Linked DNA regions of Dromaius novaehollandiae: region 2 is linked to region 1. The links are chromatin contacts, called in public Hi-C maps. All regions are on one chromosome and are shown on one strand. The core of a region is the stretch at or near the end of the contact, and the rest is flanking DNA. Distances in the headings are between cores, read along the strand shown.

Region 1 (5,799 bases), core at 3,231-5,730:
GAAGTCAGACATTTAACAAATAAGTAAAAACAAAAATAAGTCTGTGTCTCAGGGAGGCCACCATCTGGGGTTGTATCAAGGAAAATAGCTGTAAGAACAGGCAGACAGCAGCGGCTTGCAGGAGGTGGTGAGAGCAAGGGCGGTTATGCCTTTATATACAAATGGTGCAATGGAAGCATCATAACAAATTGTGAGGTTGTTATAGGGAGGCAGTTGATACTACGGGAGAACAGCCTTTCAAACCCACCAATACTCAATATCAAAGATGAACTGTGGCTGAAAACTCTAGATAAGACAATGCTAAGTATAGTAATAGTATACTAAGTAATTATAAAGAGGAAAGGTTGTCAATTGCTGCCATATAGGAAACTAATAGTTGAAAGCATGGAAGTCTCTTTGTGAGTTTAATCAGACTTTCATTGTAGCTACCATGGAAACTAAGGATATACTGAGAATTCATTTCCTAATACATGGCCTGTAAATACTCTGACTAGAGATAATTTAGTAGCTACATCTATTGGAAATGCAATCAGGACATACTAAATGGGGTGAAACCCGGTAAATGCGATATCATCAGAACAGATTAAAATTAGGCTTTGTCTTTTGATTGTCCTGGGCTGACAGTACCGACTGTATATTCAGGCAGATACTGTATTTTCAGGGCAAGTGATTTCATAAAAATTGCTGTGTTTATTCAACACAGATGAGTCTTTCGAAAATCATCTCACCTCTGGCAATGTGAAAGTAAGTGAGTCCATATAATAACAGACCTTTGCTGTGGGTGATGCTACAATGAAGTAGTGTCAAAATACTTCTACAACATCTCTAGGCATTAAGATAGGAAAACACATAGCCTGAACAGTATGACACCTAATTTCTTTCCAGCTGCAAGCAGGTGTGCTATTAATTTTAAAATATGGTATTCACAACAAACAGTGAATACCCTACTGAATGTATGAACATCTGCTCTCATAAGCTACTCATTTATGTGAGGGTTATAGAAGTTACTAACAGAAAGAAACTGTTGCTTACAGATAAATATTTCAAAAAGACAATTTAAGTGTGTAAGTTTCAGTCTTTGGGATACTTACACTTACACATACTGGGCCTTAGGTTTTCCTGGGAAATGGTGACCTATTACATGGATATGCAAGCTGAAGTTCTGTTGACTTTTCATGAATTTGGGCCCAAATTTTGTGGACCTGCACAATTTATGACAACAAAATGTCAGTGCCTTAGAAACCCTAACATTTGTACTCCCACAAATGTGTCGCAGAAGAAGGCCTGGCTTCTGGAGGATGCTGCAGCAAGCAAATTCCACTGGAGCAGGAGACCTAGCTCCATGCACACTGCAAAACGCTGTGCCATCAGTTAGCTGCTGCTGAATAAATACAGGGCACCACACTCTCTGTCCTGCTGTCCACCTTCCAGTGCACATATGAAGAAGACAGGAATGTTGCATGTTCTCATGCACTCAGAAGCCTTAATTCTAAAGAAGAAAAGTACTGCTATCATTTCTTGCTTTTGATGGCAGTAGTGATATTCCATAATACTGGGTGCAATGAAGGTAAAGGCTAAACAGACAACTGGGAAAGCTGTAAAGACGGACTATAAAACATAGACATTATACGATGTAAACAGAGGATACAAAAACTGGAGACTGAACTCTTCATGACTCTACTGCTAGAGTTTTATCAAAAGGCACAGTTTTGCTTTATTTTGGAGTCCTCAGATATTATGTTAGAGTTGATTTCAAACTGTTTTTCTCTAAACTCTGAGATTTAAAACTATATCAATTCTAATAATAAGTGAAATCACAAAACATGCAGGCCTCCCACTAATAATTTCCATCCCTCCATATATTTATTGTCTCATTTGTAATGCAATCTGGAAGTAAGCTTCATATAGTGACTTCATCTCAGGCCCCCTTATTATGTGATCTGAAGTGAATCAACTTTCTATTTGTTCCTCTCTGGAGATATTTGAGTAATTTTCCTCTAGAGTTCTGTAATTATCCCTAAAATGTTTTCTGCTGGGTCAAAAGCAACGACACGGCCATATAAATTACATCTTTGCAAAAGTTTTTCTTCAACTTTTTCTTTGTACTGACTGAGTTGTAGGTTTAAAGTAAATTTGTAAGTAAGCTAAGTCAAATCAGAGTTGAATTAATTTCTGAGTAAGTGTGTCTACAGCCAGGTTAATGATTTCAGATTAACTTTTCCAAGTATCCCTCACTGACCTGAAGGGTTAATAAAACCTTTGTTTTATGATGAGCACTTTTAAACCACCTTAAAACCTATAAACACTCTTGTCTTGATACATAGTAAATTCTTGTACCTTCACTTGTTTTTCTTGCTCCTTATTCTCTGGAGTAATGTTACATGATGGTGGTTCAACACACATAATTCCTCAAATCTTGACATTCCAACCTTTCTCCTGCCATGCATTAAGATCCTGATATTCTCATAATGCAATTCCTCTTTGTCTGTTATTTTAATTTCTTCCTTCTAAGTTCTGGAAAGATTCCAGAGTGAGATATGAAAATGTCTTTTCATAACATATGCAAAATACAAACTAGCAACATATTTTAAAATTACCATGAGGTAAGTGGTGAACGTGCAACATGTCAGCATCTCTTGTTATAGTTCGTACGCACACTTAGCTCACGGTAAATAAGAACAACTACATGATAAAGCTTGTACCTAGGTAGTTACAGCAGAGCAGCTCAACTACCTCGGGTCTGATGCCAGCTCCTGCAGAACTTGGGTCTACAGAGGATGTTCTTTCATTGCTAGCTCCCTTATATCAAATACCCTGAAACCGATCTTGGGATGATTTGTTTTGAAGTTTAATGATCTCATACTCAGCACAAGCTGCTCTATCTTTTCCCTGCTGAACCACAGTGTGGGAAAGGTGGCTCAGGAATTTGAGCCAGGAGAGAATTGTAGTTAGGATGCATTTGTTTTGGCAGTATCTCGAAAAACCTCCTATATTAAGATGTCTCTTAAAAGAAGGGCTGAGTGAGCTTGGAAAATGAGCTGTTCTCCCCAGCAGCGGAATCTCTGGGGCAGAGGTTGGCAGCTGTCCAAGAATGGTGCACCAGACTCGGTTTTTCTTTCTCATCTTCAGCAGGGCAAATGTTCAGGAAGAAATTTGTCAAGAGTCCATGGGAGAAGGCAGATACTCCTTCTAGGAGTCAAGGTACCATGACCACCTTACCAGCAGTGTCTTCCCTCTGCGCTGTCAGCTGAGGGATGCTGTCTCTCACATATGGTCTTCGTTAAAATACCCTAATCCTCAGCTCCCAGTCCTATGCTCATCCACTGTGTGCCTTTTAAGATCTGTCCATGTGGTGTCCATGGTGTAGCACATGTGCTCTCATTTGCTGTGTCCATGGTGTAGCACATGTGCTCTCATTTGCTGCTCTTTGCTCTAGGCTAATGGCTCTTAACAAATGAAGGAGGCCTCAGAAATGAGGCACAAGGATGTTGCAAGCGAGATGCAGAGCCAGTAAGTTCTGCGAACCTCTGTGGAGAGTGGAAAAGGCAACGATAGCCACCCTGGGGATGAAGAACAGCAAAAAGGGACCTACAAGCTGAGCCAAGTGAAAACATTTTTTTCATGGGAGCCTGAGCTGCAAGCGAGCTGGGTGTGCCTGAACCTTTAGACATAGCAAGGCAATACAGTTTCACTGACGCTGCTACTTCCCACATCATTGCTGACATCTGGAAAACTCAGTTCTCATAGCTCACTGGCTGTATTTTCCTTAAGCATTACATTTACTTCAGGCAATGCAGAATACTGGTCATCTTCAAGGCCTCTTAGAGACCCCTTGAGAAACAAGAGATTCAGTAAACTTGGCCCAAGCCCTATGCTGCCCTGCAGATGAGAAGCGTATAGCAGAAATCACAGTGCCAAGAGGCACTATATCATTCCTAACACATGCATGTGCATTTGAACACATTGTTGTCTGTCATTTAATGATGAATTCTTTAGTTTGTTTATTTTTATCAGTGTGTGCTTGTGTGTACTTAAGTAATCCTTTTTTTTTTTTTTTTTTTTTTTCTATTGACAAGCAGCAACTCAGCTGTGGAAACTGTAAAACAGAGGTTCTGGCACATGAGAAGTTGCTCCAGTTTTCAGGATTGGGATGGAGAACTGAGGTTTCTTTGTTCTGCCATAATCTAAAGACCACAGGAAGGTTTCTGAGGACCTGATTCTTCATTTCTCCAAGTGTTGAACACCCGTCTGAGGGCTCTGGTGCTGAGTTAAAATAGGTGCTGAACGTCTCTGAAAGAGAGTTAGTCTTTGAACCCTGGAGGCCACGGCTGGTTAGGAAACACAGATCTGAAGGGGTTTCACTGTGATCAAAAAAGTTTTCTGACTCAGAGGATTTGCCCAGGTTACCCGTGGGGTATTTCGGGATGCATTGCCACGGCAGCAGACGCTGCTGTACTGTGCTGCAGCCTTTACGTGGCAGTAGAGCTCAGCTCTACTGCAGACAACCAGAGCAGAAAACCACAGACCCTGGGTCAAACTACAGTAGCAGTATTAATTCAGAGCTTCACTGTGGATAGGTCACAGGTCACCGTTTTAAGCACCAGATCAGTAAGACTGTTCTGCCAAAAGCAGGACAACTGATACTATGGTATTTTAAATAATGGTGGCAGAAGCTTCTGGACCTTCTATGAAGGATTTCAATGTTAGCAGGTGCAGAATTGGATGCATGCTAGTAAACTGGAAAATAAATAGTCTCTAGTGACCAGAAAGTTGGCATGTAGAACAAATATCCCCCATAAAACCTGGTAGCTTACTGAGTTCATACAGTTCAGTTAGACATGGTCTCTCAGACGAGACCATGAAAGTCAAGCCATTCAGGTCACCTACCTGTCTACTCCGCTGTGTAATTCCTATCTGTTGTTCTTATCTCAGCGCAACATACCAAAGCCATGGATTTACCACTTCTAAAAGTAGCTGAGAAACCAAGTTTTGAAATTGCATTAAAGAAATGAAGCTGTATCTCCAGCTGCGGCTACATCTACACGACCATTACTAACTCTGTACTCAAATCTGTGCTTGATTTTGCTGCATCACGTAACTTGAGCCCGATCGAGACAGACGCCAACATTTCCTCTGCACACAGAGGCAGAACTCAAGGACAAGCCAGTTTTCTCTGTGACTGAGTTTTCTTGCCTGAAAAGCCACTGGCCTGAAAAGCCTCCTGGCAGAAGTCAATGATCCAACCTACACGAACATTTGGCTTCAGTGTCAGCTTGAGCCCCCAGATAATGTTGTAGAATAGGCACAGGCTAAGAAACAGCAGCTGCTAAGAGAAAATCATGGCCATGATTGACATTTGGCAAACCTTTTCAAATCCTGTTTCTGATTCAGAGAATTTTTATACTTTGTAGTAAACAAACCCAAAGACCTTTTGAATTAACTACTGCTCATTCACATTAGCTAACCTAGCTGCTAAATTTGTATAAGAAGGTAGATAATACAGCTCAACTCTGCACTAATTCAGTTAACGCATTACAGAATTTACCTGTTTCTTTAGACATCTGAGAAATCATCGTAGAAACTAACATTCTGTATCATTACGATTTCAGGATCACTACCTGTATAAAAAAAAGTAGTCAAGGAATTTTTCCACCTTTCCAGTTTTTAAAGAATTCTAAATTCTCAGTGTAGGCTGAATTTTAAAATCTAATCATCTTAAATGTGCAAAATGTACCAGAAACATTTGGGAAAAAAATTTCTTTCCACAAACTCAAAGTCAGTTTATTTAGAAGATGAAAA
Region 2 (6,360 bases), core at 535-3,034, 200 kb after region 1:
TAAATACTCCCTACCTTCTTCCTCTGGGAGGCACAGATTACATCTCATACACCGAAATCGTGGCTAAAGCTGATGACACTGGGCACTCAATCCCAGTCAGCAAGAGACCCTGATCGGCAATAATCTCTCCGTGCATCTCACTCCTCAGCTGGCGCTGACACAGATGGAAACGGAGAGCGGGAGAGGGCTGAGGCAGGCAGGGAGGGCTTGGTCTCCTCCTCATCCTCCCTATCACAGCAGCAGCAATACGAGGGCTGCAGGGGAGCTTACCCAACCCGGGAACCAGTGAAGCATCAAAATAAACCAAGCCAAGAAAACCACCAGGAGCTTTCAATTAAATAAGGAAAAAAACACAATAAAAAGGGCAGTTTCCTCTACGAGACCTAACCAGCATTTTTTTAAAATAACCTTATCAACGAGTATTTTGTTGCAGCTGATTTACACATTGATCCCGATGCGTGGACTTCATGGCAAATCCCTCGATACAGTCGAATAGCTTTTTTGCACCAAGGTATATGGCAGATTTCTGTAAAACTGCATTTTCTTGGCAGGACAGGAATCCCTGCAAGCCAGCCCTAAAGATTTTTCCATCTTCCGTAGTAAAACATGCAACGCTGGAGCGGCAAGCCCTGCTGCCAAAGCCCCTCTCCCATCTCCGCCAGCGCCGTGGCGGCAGAAAGGGAGGAATTTACAGGTAGAACAAAAAATCCACGCGTGTGTTTTTGCAAAGCCTTGGGGAAAGGCGGCTGGGAGGTGGAAGGGCGAAGGGGAAAACAGAAGCGGACGCCGACGCCATGGGGAATTGGGGAGCGCACAAAAGCAACCTGGTTCAGAAAGACACCGGTTTCCCGAGAAACTAGAAATGCAGCAGATTCCTCGCCCAGAGCCACAGGGCTGGGGGGGGGGGGGGGGGGTGGGAGCCGCTCCGGGGCTGCCTCCGCGGCTCCGCCGGGCTGTCACCCGCCAGCAGAAACGACCCGGCCGGCGGCGCCCCGCCGAGCCCGGGGGGCCGCGCGGGGGGGACGAGGGGGGGCAGCCCGCGGCGCGCGCCCCGCCGGCCGCTGAACTGTCACCGCCGCGCGCCCGCGCCAACCGCCACCGCCCGCGCGAGCCGCCAACGGCCGCCAACGGCCGCGGCCGGCGCCCGTTGCCCGCCGACTTACCCTCGGATAACTCCAGCTCCAGCTCGGCCAGCCGGGCCCTCACCTCCAGGGGCAGCGACATGCTCTCGAGGCTGCGGTCCGCCATGCTCGCGCCGCGGGGATGGGCTCCCCCTCCTCGCGCTCCCCCTCTCTCCCCCTTTGTTCGCAGCAGAAAGGGGAGAGGGAAGACGGCGGCGCCGCGGCGGATGCCGAAGTCCTCCGCGCGGGCTCAGCGGGGCATAAAGGAGGGGGGCGGGCAGGCGGGGAGTCCGCGCGCGGGCACGGGGCGCGGAGGGCGGGAGGGAATGCGGCGATCTCGCCTCCCCTCCCTTCTCCTCCTCCTCCTCCCTCGCCGCTTCCTTCAGCGGGGCCCCGCCATGGCTGCTCCCGCCGCCGCCGCCCGCCTTCGATCGCTCCGCATCGGCTCCCCGCCGCGCCCGGCCCCCGCCCGGCACCGCGGCGGCGACTCGCGGCTCGCCGCGCCCCGGCCCCGGCCCGGCCCGGACCCGCTCCGCTCTGCTCCGCTCCGCTTCTCCCTGCCCGGCTCGGACTGGCGGCGGCGCCCGGCGCTGCGGTGCCGCTGCCGCGACTGCTGCTGGCCAGGCACAGCGCCGCTGTCACATCCACGTGACCGCCCGCGCCGCAGCCCGCCCCCAGGGGGCGCCGCCGCGCCAGCGCCGCCCGCGGCCGCGGCCGCGGGGCGCCGCGCTGCGCTGCGCCGCGCCGAGGGGCCGCGCCGCTGCCCGCCCGGGGGGCTGGCGCGGCTGTGCTGCGCCCGGCGCGGGCACGTGGGAGCCGGCGGCGCCGGGGCGCCGCGCGGGGCAGCGCCGCCCTCGCGGAGCCGCAGGGCTCTGGGCCTGCTGCGTGGCCACCGCCTGGTCAGCCTCGCACCTACAGCGTGGCTCCGAGAGGAGGATCGTGCAGTGCTTTATAATTTATTTATCCCAACGGCAGTCCTCGGAAGTGGGTCTTCTAGGCCCCTCTTGCCGGTGGGGGGGGGCGGGCCCAGAAGCAGTTTGCTTGAGGCCGGGCGGTAGTTCAACACGGAGAGGTGAATAGCACCCGGAGACCCTCAGTCCCGTTTTCCATCCCTACTGAGTCAGCGACTTCCAACACGCTCTTGTTTGCAGCTATACTCTCTGCGTTCAGCTAAACTAGCAGTGGAACTTGTGAATATATTACAAAAGCCTTTATGTTTCCATTAGAGATTAGCATAATCTTAATATAATGGGAGAGAACACAGCTGACACTACGCTATGTCCATGCCCAGCCCCAGCACATACCCATTGGCGCTGTGTCTGGAGAACCCTGTTAAGAAAAACTCCAACACAAGTATTCCAATTATACCACTGCAAATGAGGGGGACAGATCTGAAAATCTTTAATAAAACTTCCTGTCAGATCAATTAATATATTTTGCAAGAAGCATCTTCATTCCTGTCTCTTTTTTTCTGTCTCTGTATATTTTTTTCCTATTTTCTCTTTTTTTTTTTTGGAAAATACCTCACGAGAAAGCAGAAGCAAGATAGGACACCACCTGTCGTTTCAAAAACGCATGTGATGTGCTGGAAGTCATGATGGTAGGATAGGGCTTCAGGGACGCAGCTTCGGCAGACAGAAAAAGGCATAATCATCCCCAAGTCAACCTTGATTTACCACTTAAGTCAGCGGAAGAAAAGCAAGGATGTAGGAGTTTCTTCAAAAGATAAACCTGAGGCTGTGACTCTACTAAACAATGCATTTTTTTCGTACATTATGGAACAAAAACAAATTACATCATATTACCAGCTGTGCTGAACTGGTGTCGACATTGGAACGATTCCTGCAGGATATGCATCCCTGGTGGCTTCTCGTGTTTTTCACTGAGTTCTGCGTCGGAAACCTGTTTACACCGAGATCACCGCTGATGCCGGTATCACTACAGCCGAGCCGGTGGTAGGACTGGTTGGAGTACTTTGGCCAACCTGCCTACTGTAAGCAAGGCCTGAGCACATGGAGTCCCTTCCTTTCACGGCGCTGCTGTTGGCTTCATTGTCACATGGACTGGGGTCTCCTAACTGCTCCTGGGCTACTCTTTTAGCGCGCTGCAAGACTGGAGCCATCTGTTTAGCCTCTCTTTAGCAGGGCCCATTACTTTTAACAGCATGGCAGCATGCATGCCATTTAGGGCTGTACGAATGCCTCTCCACTGGCACAGGGCTATGGAGGGGTGAGGGGCTTGCCTTCTTGCCTTCTGTTGAGCACTGAGTGTTTCAGATACAGGCGTATGAAAAATTACCCAGATCTTTCTTGTTCCTTACATTAGGACCTGAACAATGAAAAGCAATTAAATCCAAATATGTTCCAGGGTTCCTACCTGAGACTCCAAGGTTTGTTTGTTTATTGTTTTATGTGGGATAAAATATTTTGAAAGTATCAGCATTCTGCAGGAGTAGCTTTTTCTAGTATTAATGAGGCAGCCAAAAGAGGCAATGCACAGCTTCGTGGTAATCCAGCTTTCTTTGCTAATGTCTATCTCAGAGTTGCACCTTTACTTCCTAAGTCTTTCAGCTGATAGCTCTTGATTATTTTACTTGTTATCTGATTGTTACAGAATCCGTACCGGCGGTGTTCACCCCTGCTTTCCAGATTTTTCCTTTTGTGAAGTTACATAAAGGGGCCTGAAAAGAAATGTTTGAACATTCACAACACTGCACCTAAAATTTTCTTGGCGCTTCTGTGACAAACCCCGTGTTTCAGGGATCAGGTATTTTTAAAGAAAGAACAATCACTCGAGGCTGAAATTCATCACACGCAAATGGAAATGCCTGAATTCCCCAAGCTCTTTGCCGGGGCGCCGCGGGGGCCGGCGGCTCCCTGGGGGCTGGTATCCCCCGAGGGACGGGGCTGCCGCGGCTGCAGCTTCGTGGGTGGGCCTGGGCCCGGCGGCCAAACCCCCGCGCGGAGGCTCACGGGGCCCGCGCGCTCTCGCTTGCCAAGTCCCCCGTGCTTCAGCAGGGCTGCTCTCATGGGAAGAGATTCCTTTACCCAAGCGAAGCATCAGGACCCAGGCTTGAGTAGTGAAATTTCAAGCATACAAATTTGCATGATGAGCTTGATGAATCACTGAAATTCAAACAAAAAAGAAACAATTCATGAGATTTGACCTAGTTGGTCTTAATTAATGAATCTTTTCAGCTTTATAGATGAAAGGCTGTGTCCTAACCATCCACCAGAATACATAGTAAAACTTTTCTTGACTTCAAGAAGAGCAGGACTGTATTTTCGATTCTGTGATTAATTAATATTGTCAGGTTTTGTAGAATCCTTTCTATAAAGACATGCTTTTCTTTAGAAGCGTGACAATATTTGCCTGTGTTCGAGAGAAGCAATTGGTATGTAATGCTTTTCTGACTGAGGCTCTGACCTCCGTAATTTGTGAGTGACTTCATACACAAATGCTTGCATTAAAATGGTTTGGATTATTTACACATGTAAACCTACTTGAACATGGCTATCCTCACTAAAGAAAGTGTATTTTTGCTTTAAAATAGTTACTTATGTGACTGCCTATTGTAAAATTCTAGTGGAAACTAGGCACTGTGCAGGTTACCTTGCTGTTGTGTAGATAACTGAATGAAATGTCTGAAGGACAACACAGAATTGACCTTGACTAGATAAAAATTCTCTCTCCTAGCTGTCTCACAGCAAAAGATACATGTGATTTTTGCAGAGAAGACTTGTCCTAAAGCCAGGTCAGTAGCTGAAAACTTTCCTAAAATTATAACATTAGGAAGGAGGCAAGGCACTAAGAACGTTTAGAAAATGTTCGTATATAGATAACTATTACATTGACCTAAAGCACCTAAAATTATGTGTGTCTTCTGTACACATTAATAATAGGAATAGGATCATGTCTGTGGACAAAGCAATTGGCTTCTCTTCTATTTGTGTGAGTACAGAATCAGGATTTGGCCAATGTAGCAAAAAAAAAAAAAAAAAAAAAAAAAAACAGAAGGCATTCATAGAAAAACAACAAAAACAACCAGCTGTCTGGAGGGACTGATTTTTCTCAGCTTGCTAAGCAACAGAAAGGGGTGGCCCAGATAGCTGCCCACAATTATCTGAAAGGTGTAAGCACCAAGAAAGTTAAAGGAAAAAGAAAAATGGGTATAAAAGGATGCAACTTGGAATAATAGGATAGAATTAAGAAAGGTAGATGAAGTGAATAGCAGGGAAAGCTTCCAAGGGATGAGCACTATTAGACTGCAGAAGAGCCTCTCAGAGGAAATGGTGGAATCCCCATAATTTGGAACATTAAAACCAGAATAGACAAAGCAATCATGAATACGCTGTAGGAAATAATCCTACTGTGGTGCTGGATAAACATGCTTGTCTGGCATTAGTTATGCAAAGATGTACTGCATTTTTTTTTTTCTGTTGAACTCAATTAATTTTTTACCCTTCACCTCTCTCCACTCCTGTTCTCTTTGCTTGCCTGTCTGCTTGTGTTTCACATCCAGGTTGTAAACCCTATGGTGCTTGTACAGTGCCTACAAAAAATGTGGCTCGATGTCTACCTACTACCCTGTCACAAATAGTAAAAAATTATTGATTAGATGCATTAATCAAGTTACTGCTAAAAGGAATGTAAATGGTTATATTATTATTTCCAAGTTGTGTTCTAATTTCTTTTAATACTTGAAAATTCAATTCAGTTCCATCTTCTAATTCCTCTCCTGCCTGCTCTGAAGAGGGAAAGGAGGGATGGCCTGCTAATCGCAGTCCTGGCATAGCACTCTTGACGTATCATTTTCATACTCTGTTCTGTTAGGCCGGACAGCCCCTTTCCCAAGCTATTTTTTATTGGATCCCTTTAATTACTGTGAATATGTGACAGTTGTAAACCGCTGCATATCTTGGCCTTTCTGCCTTAATATCCAGTCCGAAAAATGATGGAGGTGGCTCTCTCCTAATTCACAAAGGTTTTTGAAGGTGAATCTGAGGGAAGCCAAATGAAAACTGTAGACAGACCTAATGCAGTGGACAGAAAGTATTTAAAAAATCCTGGACAGATGTGTGAAACTATGACCTACTATTTCTTTCCCTAACATCATTACAGATGCGCTCTGGTAGATATAGTAGTTGGGAACTGAGAAGTTCCTTTCCCCACTGTGTCTCTGTGCCAGGGATTACTGGCCTTGTAGCACAGCTGGCAGCAGGGAGCATGAATTCATGCC

Evidence for each region. A called contact is a pair of places that touch in the nucleus more often than the background predicts.
Region 2: a contact with region 1 is called in a Hi-C map of brain, with 2.7 times the contacts expected there. The contact joins the promoter of DIP2C here to the enhancer-like site in region 1. A contact is called at or near these places in 2 of 4 Hi-C or Micro-C datasets (brain and liver).

The regions. Positions count from the first base shown.
Region 1 is chr2:12,167,886-12,173,684 of bDroNov1.hap1, forward strand. All of the region lies in intron 4 of DIP2C (disco interacting protein 2 homolog C), which reads right to left. Among named protein-coding and RNA genes, the nearest start is that of DIP2C, 200 kb to the right of the region's middle. Within about 2 kb of position 4,481, at least 2 of the 2 cell types and tissues checked have open chromatin away from gene starts, as enhancers often do.
Region 2 is chr2:12,369,366-12,375,725 of bDroNov1.hap1, forward strand. DIP2C (disco interacting protein 2 homolog C) reads right to left here and starts at 1,785. Exons shown (of 38, transcript XM_064505770.1): 1 at 1,164-1,785. The coding sequence starts at 1,248.